2 separate regions of the Pan troglodytes genome follow, and region 2 is linked to region 1. Evidence: chromatin contacts called from public HiChIP or PLAC-seq data. All regions are on one chromosome and are shown on one strand. The core of a region is the stretch at or near the end of the contact, and the rest is flanking DNA. Distances in the headings are between cores, read along the strand shown.

The links. HiChIP or PLAC-seq counts read pairs in DNA pulled down with a chosen protein or histone mark.
Region 2: a contact with region 1 is called in an H3K4me3 HiChIP or PLAC-seq map of stem cell-derived excitatory neurons, with 2.8 times the contacts expected there. The contact joins the promoter of CDCA5 here to the promoter of GPHA2 in region 1. A contact is called at or near these places in 1 of 7 Hi-C or Micro-C datasets (stem cell-derived neural progenitor cells) and 1 of 1 datasets of contacts at active chromatin or transcription factors (stem cell-derived excitatory neurons).

Annotation. Positions count from the first base shown.
Region 1 is chr9:67,255,632-67,261,420 of NHGRI_mPanTro3-v2.0_pri, forward strand. GPHA2 (glycoprotein hormone subunit alpha 2) reads right to left here and starts at 4,031. Exons shown (of 4, transcript XM_063783038.1): 1 at 3,802-4,031; 2 at 3,327-3,429; 3 at 2,956-3,140. The coding sequence starts at 3,900. It overlaps PPP2R5B (protein phosphatase 2 regulatory subunit B'beta), which reads left to right. Exons shown (of 18, transcript XM_063783028.1): 16 at 734-861; 17 at 1,114-1,215; 18 at 1,662-2,440. The coding sequence ends at 1,809.
Region 2 is chr9:67,403,871-67,409,463 of NHGRI_mPanTro3-v2.0_pri, forward strand. CDCA5 (cell division cycle associated 5) reads right to left here and starts at 3,838. Exons shown (of 6, transcript XM_009423453.4): 1 at 3,656-3,838; 2 at 3,352-3,446; 3 at 3,208-3,273; 4 at 3,087-3,122. The coding sequence starts at 3,701. ZFPL1 (zinc finger protein like 1) reads left to right here and starts at 3,954. Exons shown (of 8, transcript XM_009423451.5): 1 at 3,954-4,082; 2 at 4,413-4,522; 3 at 4,837-4,948. The coding sequence starts at 4,421.

The DNA of each region.
Region 1 (5,789 bases), core at 2,781-5,280:
CTGCCTTCCACTGGCTGAGGGGCCTTGAGCAAATCACTGCACCACTCTGATTCTGATTAAGCTTCCGCAGCTGTAAAATGGGCCAACAACCTTTTCACAGGGTGGGGATAAGGATGGAAGAGATTGTGAGTGTAAACATGTTTGGTAAACTGAAGTGTGATCCAGAATGTGATGGAGGACTGTTATCACTTTTCCCCTTTTGCTAGTGGCCTTAGATTTCATTAGACTCGCTTTGGGATGCAGCCAGGCTTCCCCGCACCAACCCAGCTAACTAACTCATGTTCTGCTGCAAGCATGTGCAGACTTCCTCCCGTTCTTATGGGCCATAACCCAGTGGAAGTCAAGTCTTCCTCACAGTGATTCTGGCACTTCGGTTCATTAAACACCTAAAAGTCTAGTATCTCATTTGATTCTTATAACATCCTGTTGAGATAGGTATTATTAGCCCATTTTACAGATGAGAAAACTGAGGCTGGGAGGTTAAATGCCTCTCCCAAGGTCACATGGCATAGTAGAGTCTGTAGTGGTTAGGATTCACCCCGCAGCATTGGATTCCGTATCTAGAACTCTTTTCCCTTCAACACTGTTGCTTCCTCCAGGGCTCAGATAAGCCCTGAAGGTGGGGTGTGTGAAGGTCAGGGGGCCTGGGTGTTGAGGTAGTGATGGACACCAGACCTTGCACACAGAGAGAAGCCACTGCCAGTTAATCACTCTGCCATCTTGTCTGCCCCAGGTTGCAGAGCGGGCTCTGTATTTCTGGAACAATGAGTATATCCTAAGCCTCATTGAGGACAACTGCCACACTGTGCTGCCTGCTGTGTTTGGGACCCTCTACCAAGTCTCCAAGGAGCACTGGAACCAGTGAGTGCCAGGCCATGACCTAACTCACAGAAACGGGGACCAGGGCCAGCCAGTCCAGACCCGACCCCAGGGTTACTCCTAGCTGGAGAGTATCAGAGAAAGCATCAAAAGATGGCCCAGGGGTGGTGAAAAGGACAGGAAAGTGGGCAGTGCTTGTGTTCAGGTGGAATGCTGTATGTGAAGGGCAGGGAAAGGGAGAGGTGGGCAAACCAAAGCTGTTTCATCTCCTCATCCCTCCTTGACACTGCCAAGAACCATCGTATCACTGATCTACAATGTGCTCAAGACCTTCATGGAGATGAATGGGAAGCTGTTTGATGAGCTCACAGCCTCCTACAAGCTGGAAAAGCAGCAGTGAGTGTTGGGGGCTGGGCGTGGGGGAAGGGAGAAGAGCAGGGAGGAATCAGACCCCCATGGCTGGAGGGAACCCGAGGACTACCCCAAACTCTGATCAGATGCTGCAAGACTGTCCATGCTCCTGCCATCCTATGCCTGACTGTCTGCCCCTGTATCCTCCCGTCATTCTTCGAGTAGCTCAGACTTGTTCTGACTCCCTGTAGCTTCCTACAGAAGCCAGAACCACTCAGGCCCCACCCGTCATCTTCTCCGTGACTGCAGGCTGGGATCTGTCTGTCCTCTGCTCTCTTCCCTCAGTAGAGGGTTTTTATGGAGTCACAGAACAAAAATGGTTCCATGCCTTCCCTTTGCCGGTGGGGTGGTAGTGAGGGAGTCTGGACTGTGAGGGAGTCTGGACTGTGGGGGGCCCCAGGAAAGGGAGCTGCCTCACCCTCTCTCCCCAGGGAGCAGCAGAAGGCCCAGGAGCGTCAGGAGTTATGGCAAGGTCTGGAGGAGCTGCGGCTACGCCGGCTACAGGGGACCCAGGGGACCAAGGAGGCCCCCCTCCAGCGGCTTACACCCCAGGTGGCCACCAGTGGGGGTCAGAGCTAGACAGCACCTCAGAAGGGGAAAAGCTAAACCCAGAGCTGTCAGTCCCTCTATCCCTTCTCCTGTCCAGGGGCCCAGAGAGAAACACACCTACCCCTGGCCTTGCCAGAGTGGCTTCTGAGGACTCCCTGCCCAGCCCAGCTTTCACTGGGGGGAGACGAGGAGAGGCAATGGTGGTCTTGGCAACAGAATGCTCAGCCCCTCGTGGCAGGACTTGACAAGGGCAAGCTTGACCAGGAAGCTGCCATCAGGGATCTTCCCCTGCCCCGCAAAGCTAGGCTCCAGCTGCAGGCGGGCTCCCACCCTCTGCTCCTGGCCTTGGGCAAGGGCACTCAGCGCCTCGCCTGCCCCTGCCTTGGCCAATGCGAGGTCCTTCCTTATCCCCACCATGGGGTCCATGGTCTATTTATTCTCGCCCAGCTCACCCTCTACACAGACACTGTCCTGGGTGCACACTCCTCCCTTCCCTCGCTGTGTACTTCCTTGTCCCCTTTTTATTTATTGGGCAGGGGGAGGGGGAGGGCACAGGCAAGAAGAGATTCACAGTGTCCTGGGGTAAGGGGGGGTTCACAGTAATCATGGTCTACTCCTCTTTCCCTGGCTGGGGGTAGACTTAATAAAGAGAGAAATTCAAGAACTGCTTGCTTTATTTAGGGGTAAGGGCAAAGAGGGAAGTAAAATGATGAAAGATTGGTTTAGAAGAGCCAGGCAGAGGCAGGGAAGAAGCAGAAACTCCCCTCTTCTCAGGTGACAGTCACAAAATCTTACAAAGGATCAAAGCTGGAACAACCCTCCCCTTATTTAAAAAAATTCCATAGCAAGTAACCATCAGGGCTGGAGCTCCTTCCAGTTTTTGAATCTTGAACACAGGTTTCCCCCACCAGAATGTCAAGCCCTGTGACCCAGGGGAGGAAGGAGGGGAGAGGATGGGCTAGTAGCGAGAGAGGCGACACATGTCACACTGGCAGGCCCTGGCCGTGAAGATCTCGAGCTCCTCCCTCCGGCTCCCCACACACTGCAGCTGTACTTTGACCTGCGGGAGAGGGGAGTCCGTGCTGCAGTCCCCTTTCTCAGGGCTGTCTAAGATCTCCATCTCCCTGGTCTTCCCGCGACCCCAGCGTCCATCCACCGGGCCCGGGCCCTCCTCACCTTCTTCAGGCCACTGATGGTGCAGCACTGAGAGACGGAGGTGATGTTGTGTCGGTAACCACTGGCCACCAGCACAGAGTACCGAGAAGGGAAGGCGCTGGACTCACAGTGGCCCACACAGGCCTGTGCCACGTGGGAGCCCTGGCAGGTGCCTTGGCGGTCACTTCGCACTGTCACATTGAAGGCTAGAAGGAGATAGGCAAGCAGTAGATGGCGCCTCTGCCAAGGTTTGCCTCGCCCCAGCTCCCGTTGCCTGTGCCTCAGTGTGGGGCCCTTTAGGGTGCTGCCTGCCCCACCGTCCACTCTGTCAGCTCTTTGCTCCCACCCAGAACCTCCACTCCTCCTAGCCCTCCGGTCCCAGAGGTACTCACGGTGCAAGTGGCAGCCTGGGATGACTGCCTCCTGGCCCCAGGCTTCAGTGACTGCCAGGACCAGCAGATAGAGGACCAGGGTTTGAGGGGACGCCATAGGCATCTGAAACACAGTGGGGAGATGTCTCTACGTGGGTGTGCAGGTGGGATGGCGAGTTCTTTAAATACTGCATTCCAGGTGAGTGAGCCAGGGCTGGCTGGTCTGACAGGTGAGGTGTGCCTGAATGGTGCTGCCTTTTCCCTGTATCTGCCTTTGTTGTGTGTGTGTGTGTGTATGGGTGTGAGTGTGAGCAGCTGTCTCTGGAAAGGACCTGTGTGTCAGCCCTCTGTGCAGTGATTCTCCCTTCCCTGGAATTTTCTTCGCCATCTGGAGCGCAAACATCTTCCTCCCTCCATCTGCCTCATCTTGGCCTGCAGGGCCCTCATCCACATTCCCAGACCCTCCCCAGAGCTCCTCCTGCCTCAGCGAGCTCACCACTTCCGAGGCCCAGGAACAGAGCGGCTTGCAGTTTTCCTGTGCCTCCTGCTGGTCTCCAGCTTGGTGCTGGCTCTCCAGGCTTTTATTTGCCAGCATTTTGGAGCCACGCCCTCTTGGAGATCGGCTTTCAAACCAGCCTCCCCTGCCTGAAGCCTCAGAGCGATCCCACCTGGGGGATCTTGCTCTTTGAGGTGCGGTCCTCGGAGAGCAGCTCCTGCTGCTTTCTGCTTCTTTCTGTCCAAAAAGCTACCCACAGTCCAGGCCTCGATAAGTCAGATGTGGAGAGAAGCCTAGGAGCTGGTGGAGTGTGCAGCGTGTGTGCAGCTGACGACACGGGTCAAGACTCTTGGCTGAGTTGTGGACACCTGGGTTCTCTTTGCTCTGTGACCTTGGACAGAACATTTCCCTGTTCAGGGCCTGATCACCCCTAACTTTATTATTATTTATTACTATTATTTTGAGAGGGTCTGGCTCTGTCACCTAGGCTGGAGTGTGGTGGTGTTATCTCGGCTTACTGCAACCTCCACCTCCCAGCCTCCCAGACTCAAGCCATCCTCCCCCTTAGCCTCCTGAGTAGCTGGGACCACAGGCACACCACTATGACCAGCTAACTTTTGTATTTTTTTGTAGAGACAGGATTTTGCCATGTTGCCCATGGTGGTCTTGAACTGCTAAGCTCAAGTGACCCGCCTGCCTAGGCCTCCCAAAGTGCTAGAATTACAGGCATGAGACACTGTGCCTGGCCACACCCCTAATTTTAAAACCACTAAACTCAGTCCTGCTTGCCTTTTTCTAACTGCAAAGGAAAGGGATTGGGGAAGGAGATTCTTAGGGACAAGGGAAATTATACCAGTGGAGGTCTCCTGAGATGTGCTTGGTGGCAGGGCCGGGGGTTTGGGGGTTGCTGTCTGTTTCAGAGCTGCATGGCCACGGTATCAGTGGATGATTCGCATCCTGTGCTACAGAGTAATGTTCTGAGCTGGAGTGCTCCCCTAGCCCTGGAATAACAGGGACCTGACTCCTGAAAGGGCCTGAAGTTATCAACCCCAGCAAAGCTGATCTATTTGTCCAACTCTGGTTTTATAGATGAGGCAACTAAGGCTCAAAGAAAGAAAGTTACTAAAAGTCACCCAGCTAGTTAATGTTAGGGCTGATTTCAAATTCAAATCTGCTGTCCATCCATGGTGCTAAACTACACTTGAGCAAAAATGTGGCAAGCTGGAGAAAGACCCCCAGGCAGCAGTGGCCAGAGGGGTTGGGGCAAGGTGGAGAGCCAAAGGAAGCCTGTGGTGATTCTGGGCAGCCCCCCTTCGGGGTCATTGCCTCACTGATCTGCTCAGAAAGAGCAGGGCCAGTCACAGACTGCTAGAGCTAGAAGGCACTTTATAACTCACCAAATCCTACCCCCTCATTTTCTGGATGAGAAAATAAGAGCTCAGCGGAAAACAACTTCCCAAAGCTTCACTGTAAGCTAGTCAGAGTCAGGGCGGGCACTCACAGCTCCAGATTTGGAGCTATGCTTCTTAGCAGCTTTGTAAAACAGGCCATGTTTGGGACAGTCGAGTAAAGGCTGTAAACACAATTTGAGAGGAAGTGATGTTACTAATGTCACTAATCCTTAAATTCCCACACCCTATGGTTTCCCCATCAGCCCCCATCCCCTCAAGACCTGGGTCCTCGTTTGCCAGGTCCTCCGCAGCAGTCCACCTCTTCTCTTCTCCCCACCAAGGGTGCAGGCAGCATAGCAACAGGACGCAGTGGGAACTCAGCAGTTCAGCCCCTACTCTCCCACTCTTGAGGGGCACCCTCTGGCATGTGACAGATGATGGCTTCTGTTTAAAGCATTTGGGTGACAAGGCTCATTACCTTATGAGGTAGCCCATTCTAATATTGGACATCTCTAACAGGTAAAAAGTGACTCCTTTGTTGTGAGCTAAAATGAGTTTCCCTACATTTCCATAGATCATTTTGGTTCTCCACGGCCA
Region 2 (5,593 bases), core at 2,588-5,087, 150 kb after region 1:
ATGGACTTGCCCCCATCTGCTGGTGCTGTCGCTTGTTTCCAAAACGTGCCCAGCATCCAGCCTCTCCTCTGACCAACTCAAGCCCTCATTAGGTGTCTTCTAGACCAGCTCAGCAACGTTTTTTGTTTTGTTTCCAGATATACGGTCTCAACTCTGTTGCCCAGGCTGGAGTGCAGTGGCACGATCATGGCTCACTGAAGCCTCAGCCTCCAGGGCTCATGCAATCCTCCTACCTCAGCCTCTGAGTAGCCGGGACTACAGGCATGTGCCACTCTGTCTGGCTGATTTTTTTTTAGTTTCTTTGTAGAGTAGGGGAGGTCTCCCTATGTTGCCCAGGCTGGTCCCAGCGACCTTCTGATTTCTCTCCCCGTTTCCACCCTTGCCTGCTGTGGTCCATCTGCCACACAGCTGATGAGGATTGTCCTAAATGTCCACTCAGTCCATAAGTATTTATCAGTCACCTGTCCTGTGCCAGGCACTGGGAACACAGCAGGGAATAAAAGAGAAAACCCCTGCCCCATTCTAAGAGAAAAACAGGTAAGAAAATTCAGTATTATGTTAGCAGTATCAAGCACTACAGGAAAACAGAACAGGAGAGAGTGCTTGGGGCAGGTTAGAATTGCAAAAAGATAAAGGTCAATATATCCCTCACTGAGGTGACATTCAAGCTACAACTTGAAGGAGGTGTGGGAGTGACTCATGGCCAAGTGTTCTAGGCAGTGGGAACAGAAGGTGCAACAACCCTGAGGCCACAGCGTACTAGTCAGGGTCAAACAACAAGGAGGCCAGTGTGGCTGAAGTGAAGGCAAGAGGAAGAAACTGAAGATGAAGTTCAAGAGATAATGGGTGGCCAGATATGGTGGTTCACACCTATAATCCCAGCACTTTGGGAGGCTGAGGTGGGTGGATCACCTGAGGTCAGGAGTTTGAGACCAGCCTGGCCAACATAGTGAAACCCCATCTCTACTGAAAATACAAAAAAAATTAGCCAGGTGTGGTAGCAGGTGCCTGTAAGCCCAGCTACTTGGGAGGCTGAGGCAGGAGAATCGGTTGAACCTGGGAGGCGGAGGTTGCAGTGAGCCGAGATTGCGCCACTGCACTCCAGCCTGGGTGACAGTGCAAGACTCCATCTCAAAAAAAAAAAAAAAAAACCACAGGGAAGCTGAACAAATTGGTGGTCACCACTGACTACCACTTCCTCATTCTCTATAGCCAAGCAGTCACCCAGGTCCTGGCAACTTTATCCTGCTCGATGTACCATGAATCTCAGTCAATCAACAAGAATGAGTGGCTACTAGGAAAGGCAGAAGTCCCTACCCTCAAGGTGCCTATGTTCTTAGAGGGGGGAGAGAAAGACATCAAACATGCAAGAAAATACACTATAAGAACTGATAAGGACCAGGCACAGTGGCTCATGCCTGTAATCCCAACATTTTAGGAGGCCAAGGTGGGAGGATCACTTGAGCCCAGGAGTTCAAGACCGGCCTGGGCAACATAGTGAACCCTCATCTCTATAAAAAAAAATTAGAGAAAACATCAAAAAATTAGCCAGGCATGGTGGCATGCGACTATAGTCCCAGCTACTTGAGAGGCTGAGGAGGGAAGATCTGCAGTGAGCCGAAATCTCGGCACTGCACTCCAGCCTGGGTGGCAGAACAAGACCCTGTCTTTAGAACTGGTAAGGCCTAAGAGAATTACATAGAGAAATGTGACAGCAATAGGGTAAGGGTGGTCAGGGAAGGCCACTGGGGGGCAATTCCCTCTGAACCCAGTACTGTATATCATCCTGGCTTTAGCTCACGCCCTTGGCTTCAGCTCACGCCCTTGGCTTCATGCTTCAGAATTCCTGGACTTCACGTCATTCCACTGGTCTTGGAGCCCCAGGGTAGCCCTTCTCAAAACCATTCTCCCCACAGCCCCCAGAGGGGTCTTTCTTAAAACACTCAAACTTGACTCAGTCACTACCTTACCCAGAACTCTCCAAAGGCTGCCCACAGACCCAAGAATGATGCCCAAGCTATGAGTGTGGCTTTTGTGCCTCATCAGGATCTGCTCTGCCTTAGGGTGCTTCCTCCCCTGCTGAGGTCTGCTGCAGACACTAAACAAATTGCTATTCCCCGAACCTTGATTTTTCTTTAAATTCCCAATCTCTGCAAACATGGCTTCTTTGGCCTGGAACACCCCTACTGGTCTTTTTTTTTTTGAGATGGAGTCTCGCTTTGTCAACCAGGCTGGAGTGCAGGGGCGTGATCTCGGCCCACTGCAACCTCCGCCTCCTGGGTTTAAGCGATTCTCCTGCCTCAGCCTCCTGAGTAGCTGGGACTATAGGCACGTGCCACCATGCCTGGCTAATTTTGTATTTTTAGTAGAGACAGGGTTTCACCACGTTGGCCAGGCTGGTCTTAAACTCTTGACCACAAGTGATCTGCCCGCCTCAGCCTCCCAAAATGCTAGGATCACAAGCGTGAGCCACTGCACCTGGCCTCTACTTGTCTTTAAAGACTCAGTTCAAATGTTTCTTCTTCCACGAAACATTCCCTGAGCCACATGGTCTGGGTTAGCCACCATCATAGCATCTAGTATTCCTTATTGCAGTCCCAGTACACAACGTTGCTATCACTTGTCATTGGTCTTTCTCCCCAGTTGACTCTAAGCCCTATCAGCTCTTCAAAGGAGTTCACATTTCTCAGTCAGTATGTCTTCAGATTGTCTATTAATGAAACATCCTTTGATAATAACTTCTGCTAAAACTGTAAAAATGTCATACACATGACTTATCTCAGAACACCCATAAATGAAAGCTGAAGGCAGAATGGATTAGAAAGGCAGTACGTGGAGTTAAGACATAGCTCAGCTTTTAAAGGAAGTTCCAGGAAAATGGTAGAAATACACAAGGCATAAAAAGTTAAGTGTATTAAGTCTTCAGGGAGTAATCAAGACTGGCAATGCATGCAGGTGCCCACAGGCAAACTGTTTTTGCAGTACTGCAAAACAGCTCCCTGGGCAGATGTGAGCAGCCAATGTGTGCTGTCCAGCTCTAGAGTGACCCAGATTCTACTTAATTAAGTAGATGAAAGTGAACTCACCCTAGGGCTCCTGCGAGGTGATTGGACAGCTGGGACCTGCGGGGGACAATACCAATTGATCACATAGCTGGTCCCCAGTTTTGCCCGCCTAACCACCCACAACACTCTCTTTAGCCTTTACCTCTACAGCATGGGCCACGATCCTCTTTAAGACGATGGGCTTTCTGACTGCAGCCACACTGGGTGTCTGGAGAAGAGGGATGAACGTGAGCTCAACATTAGGTGAGGGGCCACAAGGGGAGGAAGTGAGAAATCTGGGGCTCACCTTCGGCCAGATTTCAGGGAGGATGCTCGGGAGTTCAGAGCCTGATTTCCGCTGGGACCTCCGCAGAGGCTTAGTAGGAGATGGGGCCCTTGGCCCTGGAAAGAGAAACAAGTTAAGTGGTAGAGGAGGACTCTAGACCTTAGAGTCCAGAGAACAGGTTCTAGAGACAGCGAGAAGATTCCCAAACAAGCCCTTTTAAGGGCGCCTCCTCCGGCGGCGGCAGCGGGAGGGAAGGGGCCATCTTTCACCGGACTGCGTCCCCCAAACGGCTCGACCTCACGTCTCCCGCGCGCCCTCCGCTCACCGGAGCGCTGAGCGGCTCCTCCGGACCGCGTTCGCCTCCCAGACATAACTAGGCTCCGTCTCGAGCTCCTCCAGCGCCGCCGCCCCGGGCGCGCGCCAACCGGGAAGGCCACTCGCTGCAAAAAACGTTCGAATTACCCGCCCTGCGGGAAAGGAAGCGGAAGTGACGTAGGGCTAGCGGTCTGCGGCCCTCGGAACCCCGAGTCTTTTCCACCCGTCTTCACCTCTGGCGGCAGCGGAGGCGTGGCCCAGGGGCGCGATGGCGTCATCAGCGCGCGCCGCACCCGGAAGAGACGTGGCAGCGAAGGGATAATCGGGGCGGCCGGGGCTGAAGGGAGCGGCGCAGGAGCCCTGGGGAGAGTGGTCCCTGCCCTTCCGCGCCTCGAGCCATCGCTACAGCCCTTCGGAACCAGTGCAGCGGCCGATCAGTAAACACAGAGACTGGGGTCTGTAGAGAAGGGGCGGGACTTGGAGGGGGTGGGGCTCAGGAGAGGTCTTGGGGGCGGGGCCGGTAGTATCGGGGAGCCTCTGATGGAGGGGCCTGGCCGGGGGCGGGATCCAGAAGGATTGAGGGGTCGCCGGAGGCGGGATTTATGCAGGGGGTGTTTCTCCGCATAAGGAGGGACAGTGGGCAGGAATCTGAGATCGGGGCGAATATGAGAGGTGTCTGGGGGAGTTAAGAGTGGAAACTGGGCTGGTGAGAGCGTAGTGGTGGCCACCAGAACCTGACTTCCTACCAACTCAGGCCCCTTTCCCAGGATCGATCATGGGGCTTTGTAAGTGCCCCAAGAGAAAGGTGACCAACCTGTTCTGCTTCGAACATCGGGTCAACGTCTGCGAGCACTGCCTGGTAGCCAATCACGCCAAGGTGGGGCCTTCAGGGGAGCGACTGAGCAGGGCACTGGGTGGGCAAGGCGGTATTGGCTTCCTCCAAATCCATGAGGGGCCCCGCGCTAGAATGTAAGCCCCACAAGGGCAAGGACTTGATTTATTTTGTTCACTGATATATCCCCCGCCCCCAAGAGAGAGTCTGGTGCACAGTATGTGCTCAATAAATATTTATTGATTGAACAAACGAAAGGATGAGTCTCCTCTGTGGCTAGAGAAAAAGAGACAGTCGGACCTTGGGGTGATAGGCCGAGCAGCCCCAGCACCAGTTGTGACATCTCTCTCCCACTCCAGTGCATCGTCCAGTCCTACCTGCAATGGCTCCAAGATAGCGACTACAACCCCAATTGCCGCCTGTGCAACATACCCCTGGCCAGCCGAGAGACGACCCGCCTTGTCTGCTATGGTGAGGCCTTGGCACCTCGGGGGGATCAGGCCAGCCTCAGGGGCCAGCTTGGTGACTGGTTTCCAGGCCCTCCTCAAGCAGCAGGACAGTGAGTCCCCCGAGTCTCAGAGCCCAGATTCTAGTCCTGTTAAAGTTCCTTACCTGCTGTGTAAGTTCAGGCAAGTTATTCTTCCTTTCTAGGCCTCACTGTCTTTCCTAAAAATTAAAGCTCCTAGTTCCTCTTTCCTAAAAATTAAGCCCTGCCAATCTGGAGGTTTCAGCGAGAACCAGTCAAGCTTACGGGTATGCTGGTGGCCATGACTATTAGCTAGCCAGACCGGCATGTTGCTTTCAGATATTCAGGATCCACCACTGATTCCAAGGCTAAACAGAGAGGAAGTGAGTTTCCCACATTAAAGTTAGCTAAAAGAAGTCAGCAGACATATGTGTCATGACTTTGACCTGAATCTGGGGTAAGAGCCTTAGCTCCAGTTTTTGAAGGAGCTCATGCAAGAGGCAGCTCCATATGTGTTTCTCCTTGTGAGTGCATGTGTGTACTTGCAGGCACTTAATGTACATTGTGTGTTTAAATGAGTGTTAGTGTGTTGATCTGTACTTGGGGTGAATGAATGGGTAAATGTATGTATGTGAACATATGAACACAGG